2 separate regions of the Rattus norvegicus genome follow, and region 2 is linked to region 1. The links are chromatin contacts, called in public Hi-C maps. All regions are on one chromosome and are shown on one strand. Each heading gives the region's core, a stretch centred on a gene start, on an enhancer-like site or on the middle of the called end of the contact. The rest is flanking DNA. Distances are from core to core; before and after follow the strand shown.

The links. Hi-C and Micro-C count contacts between places; a contact is called where the count stands out from the background.
Region 2: a contact with region 1 is called in a Hi-C map of Schwann cells, with 3 times the contacts expected there. The contact joins the promoter of Rorb here to the enhancer-like site in region 1. A contact is called at or near these places in 2 of 12 Hi-C or Micro-C datasets (Schwann cells and frontal cortex) and 1 of 1 datasets of contacts at active chromatin or transcription factors (oligodendrocytes).

Annotation. Positions count from the first base shown.
Region 1 is chr1:225,824,878-225,828,318 of GRCr8, forward strand. The region is part of intron 4 of Rorb (RAR-related orphan receptor B); the gene reads right to left. Among named protein-coding and RNA genes, the nearest start is that of Rorb, 140 kb to the right of the region's middle. Within about 2 kb of position 1,489, at least 2 of the 93 cell types and tissues checked have an H3K27ac peak or open chromatin away from gene starts, as enhancers often do.
Region 2 is chr1:225,969,667-225,973,226 of GRCr8, forward strand. It overlaps Rorb (RAR-related orphan receptor B), which reads right to left and starts at 1,307. Exons shown (of 10, transcript NM_001270958.1): 1 at 676-1,307. The coding sequence starts at 682.

The DNA.
Region 1 (3,441 bases), core at 239-2,738:
GGGACATTACCAAATGTCTTCCCTCAGGCTAAGAAAGGCTTACTGATAGCTAACTGTGTGTTTTCCTTTCTGCAAACCAATTGGATGCTTTCTCTGATAGATTCAGTTCCTATTTGTGTTAATGACCTACTAGACTGTTACTCTAAACTGAAGGCGACTTATATTTGTGAAGATGCTACTAGAGGACATAGATACTCCAGAAGCTGCCCCTCGTGGTCTATGTACCACACACCCACAGGAAGTTAAATAACAGCAGGTATAAAATACGTAGAAAAGTCTATACCATTAAAAAGAGCTGCTGTGGGTCCACAGTGTCGACTTCATTCTTAAAGTCAACATTTGAAACTTACAGAAAAAATTGCAAAATAAAGCACCCGAGGGAATCCTTTGGATGACTCTGTAGCCTGGGCAGTATAAAGTCCTACATTCCTGAGACTAGATCACTTCTATGCCACTGTCCTTGTGCAGTCTCTAACTATTCATACCATACTGTTATGCAACAGACACATCTAAAATGAGGGTTATTTCTGTGTTTGTTACTTTAAACTCCAGATTCCGTGAATAGAACACAAAAGGAATATGAGAATATATCCATGTTAACACTATGTGGAAACAATGAGACCAGTGAGTTCACATTCCCTTGTCTATATCGGGAAGGAAGACCCAGGCAGGCGATGGTGTGGGAAGCACATGATTCCGCTTAGCATTACAGCTAATTTAAGGATGTATATACATACACATTCAGATATATGCGTGTGTATATATTAATTTCCCCTCTCCTTTAAAAAGTATTATCTGGCTCCTTGAACCGTCTTGTCTGGAACCTTCTAGATACCTTGTCACTCATCTTTCAGCGTAAGTGAGCTTTATTGAGAGTACGATCTTGCAGCATCCCCAGAGTATCAGAGAGCTCTGGTGGGAAGCAAAAGCCAACGGCTCCATTTTCTTTTCTGCTCACTTGCTGAGAATCCTTTGCCTAGCTTCCCTTCTCTCTCACCAACCACGCAAAAATTTATTCCCAGAGACATAGCACATCCATCATGCTAGCTCGAAGTAAATTTCCAGCCAAGCCCTGTCAATACTGAGGCCTAAATATTAATTTGTGCTTGACTTCCAGGTTCTTCTTATTTCATGACTTCTTTTTCTCTTGGGACTTTGAAAAGCCCAGGGATATATTTCTGAAATATTCTTTGTTGTTTCTGTTCTCTTAACTGTGTTTTGCTTTCTTGCCTCAAGATTCTGGGAATAAAAAAGTTTCCTGATAAGAAGAGGTCTGAGTAACTGATACATGCCAGCCCCCAGGCCTTCACATCCAGAATCCCCTAGGACTAAGGCTTTATGACAGTTTTAAAAATTAATTTACTTAGTTTAGCATGATGGGAATCCATCTAAGGGTCTTCTGCATGCTATGTTGGTGTGTCATTGCTGATGGCCAGTCTAGTCTACTCTGACTTTTAATTATTTCTTTTGACACCTGTCAGTTAGATGGCAAGAGTAGAAACCACATCTTGCTGATTTCTAGTGACTGCAATATTGCTAAAAGAAATCCTTCAAAGCATGCATGGAAGTCTATGGTAGCAAAACGGGTGGCTGAAGTCAGAGTAAGCTTTGCTGGTTAACTAACTGTGTCTTAGGGAACGAGCTCCCATTTCTCACCCTTAACCTCGTCTAGAGGCCTCCTCACTGTTGACCTGAAGCAGGAGGTGAGCTTCTTGATGCCTGAAACATGGGAAAGATTTGTACATTTTCCTCTAAACCAGAACTATTAGCATCAGCATCCGCATCCCAGGAAGTGGGTTCTCTTGGCCCCTTGGGGGAAGGACAGATTGGTCTAGTTTTATTCTTGACTTAGGTAACACTTAAATATAATTAACTTGGTGATTGGTACACAGTTTTCCAGAGTGTTAGGCTGCAGTTCACAAATGCATTTTTATTAAACATCTCAAAGCTGCAAGGACTTGTTGAACAGAGGCTAATCCAAAACTTGCTTTAAAAGAAAGATGTACTCCTACCAGTTGATCTCGGCATGGTGGCGGGACTGTATGTCCTTTACCCTTTCAGAAAGCAGAGGCAACAGTCAGAATCAGTAGCCAAATGTGGTGCTCACAGATTTCTTAGTGAGCCGGAGTCTTGGACTCATTATTAAATATGTTGCCAAGCCCAGATTCTCTCTCTTGTCTGTACAGGAATGTTTTTAATGACAGCACACCAGCAAACAAGTGCTTCAGATGCCTAATGATCAAGTCAAGACAAAATGTTCATAGAAAACTCTGTGAAGTTTATTTACGGTCACCTAACACCTAGGCACTGTCACATCTAGTGCTAGAACAATTTCAGGCACCAAGGGTCACACATGCTTTTCTGTAGCAGTGGCAATGAGCTTTTGAGTGATTACCACTGTTTGACAGAAGAGAATACACTGCCATGTCTAAATGAATGGCTTCTGATGACTTAGACCTGGGCTTAAGTTTGTTCTTTGGTTTAACCGAGACTGTGACCTCTAAGCCTCAATTTTTTTTTTCTGTAAAATGAGCATACAGTTATTCACAAGACTGCTATGAAAATTAAAGGGGAGAGTATTATTTAGTACATACGGGAACCTAGTAAAAGGTGATTATACTGCCCGTCATAGCTAGGGATCTTATTATGTAATAATCACAACGCCAATCATACAGTTACAGTGGCTTCTCAGGCAGGGCAAGTAATGGCTACTGAGAAGTTACAGGTATCCACTGAGTTATCCCCTTACACAGTAAACACAATGACTGTTGCTGGTCTGGATTGAGAGCTGAGACTCATAGTTGTCAGGTAACTTGCCCAAGAGAAAAGCCTTGACTGTGAACCAGCGTCCATAAGCACTCTCCGCCCCCTTCTCCCACAGTGATGCTGCTATGGATTTAGTGTTTTAGTGACATGGATGGCACGTTTTAGATAGCTCGTTAGATGAGGTATCCATCACTCTACTGTGGCCTTGCAATCATACACACTTAGATCCACACAGATGGAATGGGTTTGTGTCCACTAGGTGGCATTGCTGTTTTAGCAAAGTCTGAACAGAGCCACTGTTTAGGTTTAAGAGTCTGTTACTTCGGTCCCCAGCTCCGAAAAAAAGAACCAAAAAAAAAAAAAAAAAAAAAAAAAAAAGAGTCTGTTACATTGGAGAGCACTCACAGGACAATTCTAATTTCACCCTTAAAGTCTGATGAAAATTTAGAGCACATGGAGAGAGCTGTAAAGACTACTGATGTCTTGAAATAATTATGAAAAGTCTTCGCCGGGTGTCAGTGCCTCCGCAGGAAGCCATGATAAAACATGAGATTCTCTAGTTCTCTTCTCCCAGCTCACAGGGTGATAGGCTGAGGGCCAGAGAGGGAAAATGGCGGTGCATAGGAACTCAGAGCCAAAGGCTTTGGCTGTATTTTGACTTATCACGATTTCTAC
Region 2 (3,560 bases), core at 57-2,556, 140 kb after region 1:
AGCTTGAGCCCCTGGTTTCTCCCATGTGAGTAGTAAGGCCTTCACTCTCCAGAACTTTCTCCTACCAACTTTTTATTGGGGGTGTGGGTGGGTGGGGTTGGCCCAGCCAGAGTGAAGCGGAACAGAGAGCAAGGGACCTAAGGAAGGTCCAGGATAAGCATCTGCTTCCAGCGCGCGGGAGTATACGATGTTTACTATTTCTGGAAAAGGACGCGCCTATAGACTGGGATGCTCCTGCATCTGGCAGCTTGGCCCACTGTGATCTCCACATACGCCAGGGAGTTCACCTCTAGCTAGCGACCGCGGCGGGGCACGAGCTTTCAGTTGCCTCTACCCAAAGTCACCCCGCTTCCAGCTCTCTCTCCGGTGTTGTCCTGTGGCGCACCGGAGAGCGACGCGCAGGAAAGATTCAGAGCAAATCCAGAACTGGGAGACGCGATTAGCACTGTCCCCATCTCCAAAAAGCGCCCTCCCGCGTCCTGCCGAAATCCCCGAGCCTTCCACACCTTCCCACAACTTTCCAAGCCCATTCCATTTGCAGTCCCACCTGCGAACCGAACTCGGGGAGCTGCGCGTAGCCAAGCTCTCTTCCCTTGGGCCGAGAGCTCTCCCCTCCCCCAAAGCTCCGGGTCTAGCTAGAGTTGTCCTGCTCTGGGCGCCCGCGTGCTTGCTTACCTCGCATGATGTGGCCGCTGTCCTGCTCCGTGTAGTCATGAAGCTCCCAGCCCGAACCCCAGAGAACCCAAAAATCCCGCTCAGCACGAGGGAAGAAGGCGGTCGGCGTAGAACTGCTCCGCTGAGAGAAGCATCCCTTTAGGCAGATGTCGTGGCCACAGGGTGACGGTGGCCGCCGCCGCTAAGCTAACAGTTTTGATGCTGTTGCTGATGACTGTTTCTGATGGCTGTTTGTTTGTTTTCAGGCAGTGTGGAAAAAAAAATGTCCTAGCTGGCTGGTGCCTGGGTTTTGTTTTGCTTTTGTTTGTTTGTTTGTTTCTTTTTTCTTTCTCTCCAATGTGCTTGCTTTAAAAAAAAAAAAATGCCACCGCCTCGGGCTCGGAGATTTCTTTTGTGATCACTTAGACTGAGGAGGAGGAGAAGGGCAGCGGCAGGAGGAGGAGTTGGTGGTGGTTTTGTTAGTTACAAAGAAGAGGGAGAATTATCAAGGGGTGAAAAAAAGGAAACAGGAAAGAAAGAAAGGCGGCATGGATGGCAGAGCATGTGCGCTTTCACATGACATCTGTGCCTGTTAGCGGATCCACAATGTGAAATTTCACTGTTCAGTTGCAGAGAGGAAGGGAGCAAGAGAGAAAAGAGGAGAGAGGTGGAGAGAGCGAGCGCAGAAGAGGCTTATACGTGAGGGCGGGTTTGGCCGGACTTCCTGGCCCCGCCTCCTGTCAGCACCACGGCCAATCAGCTTCCCGCAGTGCGTGGAGAGGCTGGGAAGGCGGGGGAGGGGACGCTCTTGGGGACAGGGGGCGGGGCTAGGGACTCGGGTGTCCCAGGATGTGCGGACCCAGACTGGGAATTAGAGAAGGTCCTATCTGAGGTCCGATCTGGGCCAAGCCTAGAGCGCCCGGGAGAGTGAGGCAGATCTGAGAGTGACGTTCACTTCTGACTCTAGCAGTTAGAAAGGGACATTGGCCAGTCAGTTCTTTGGAGAAAAGTGTCTAGGGGAACTGCTGGGCTGCACCGTCCTTCCCTCTCTCACTTCAAGAGTCCTGAAAGAGTTTTGTATTTACAGCAGCGTTTTGAAGAGTTCCTTTTCCATTAAGTCCGCTCCTCTGGCAGGGTGTTTAGCTTGTCGGGACGCTTCTGCCTTAGAGGTAAACTACAAAACCACACTCCTCTAGCTCCGCGCAGACTCTTCTTTTAATAGTTTACATATTTTCATTGGGTATTTTACTTATTTACATTTCAAATGTCACCCCCTTCCTGGTTTCCTCTCCGTTTCCCCCTATCCTCCTGCTTCTGTGAGGGTACTCTCCTACCCACCCACTTACTCCTGTCTGCCTACCCTGGCATTCCCCTACTCTGATATATCTAGCCTTCACAGGACTGAGGACCTCTCCTCCTATTGATGCCTGACAAGGCCATCCTTTGCTACTTATGCAGCTGGAGCCATATGTCGCTCCATGTGTGCTCTTTGGTTGGTGGTCTAGCCCCTGGGAGCTCTGGCAGCTTCTTTTAAAGACTGTTCAAATGTTCCCCACTCCTCACTCTAACTTTAATAACTAATGCTGAGCCTGAGATCCTCTCTTCCTCTCTCTGCCTCTTCTCCTACTTCGTTCTCCTTCCTTTCTCAGTAGTCCCAGGTTCCTTTGTCAAGGTCATGGGTTTCTTTAGCTGTTGGAAACCCTCTGACCCTGGTTGCAGGACTTAAAGACAGGCTCATTTGACTTTTTTTGGTCACCTTAGTGACAGGATACTTGGCAAAGAGCCTAGAGTAGAAGGCAAGACTGTGGTTCTGTTTGGTTGGTGAAGGTTTAAAGAGCAAGGCGCTTGGCTAGTAGCTCCCTAGAGATACCTATGTAGGAGAGCTTGGTATTAAAACAACAGTCATGTTACTGCATTCTTTATACAAAATTTGTCACCTGTGACAATTTACTTGTGTTCTGAAAAACAAAACAAAACAAAATGAAACACAAGGATCAAAACTGTTTTGTTTTGTTTTTTTTGTTTGTTTTTGGCACAGTTTCATTCTTTGTAGATGAACAAACACATAATATAGATGCACGACATCGATTTCCTTCCGTGTAGTTAGGGACTGCTTGAAAATTTTGGTTAATTGATCATCATAAGACAAGAATTGCAAAACTTTGCTTGATAATTTTGAAAGCACAGAGACAGGACTCAATGTTGCAGCCGTTGGAGAAATGGATCTCCTCAACATTCTCCAGATCCAAATAACTTGATTATTTTTGGCCAGTATTTATTCACGTTGCTTTGGGTAACATAATATGTTGTAGAATTTGGGGTCCCTCAGTCCTCTGTACATTGAACACAGTCAACTAGTTACCTCTCCAATAAGAAATGTATTACTTCCTGAATCTTCTGTCAGTGTTTAACTAAAAACAGTTCTGCTGTGGGCCGTTCCATTTGCAAACCATTGTGTAATTTAGGAACATTTTGAGGAAAGAGTAAAAGTTGATTGAGTCATTAATTAAATGAAATGAACAAAGGAAGTTACTATTCAGGAAAGCTATTCCTCATAAATACCTTTCTCCTAGATTTTTAATTGACACAGTAGTTAATCTTTTAAGATAATATTTAAGGCTCCCTGGTTTTTATCATTTTTAATCAAGTAAAATATATTCATCATAACTACATTAAAGCTGCAGTAAGTTATGCCTAATTTAGTTGCTTCATTAAAAATTACTGCATATAAAATAGTCAAGAAACAAATTGTGACTATATCATTTTAATTTTATGAGCTTCAAGCAGAGTCATAGGAATATTGAAATTTAAAACCCTTTGTAAACATTGTAATTGCTATTGTTATTATTTCCTATTTCGATTGCTTGTTAAAGAGGAATTTCGAAACTCCAAAAATTTTAACTTTT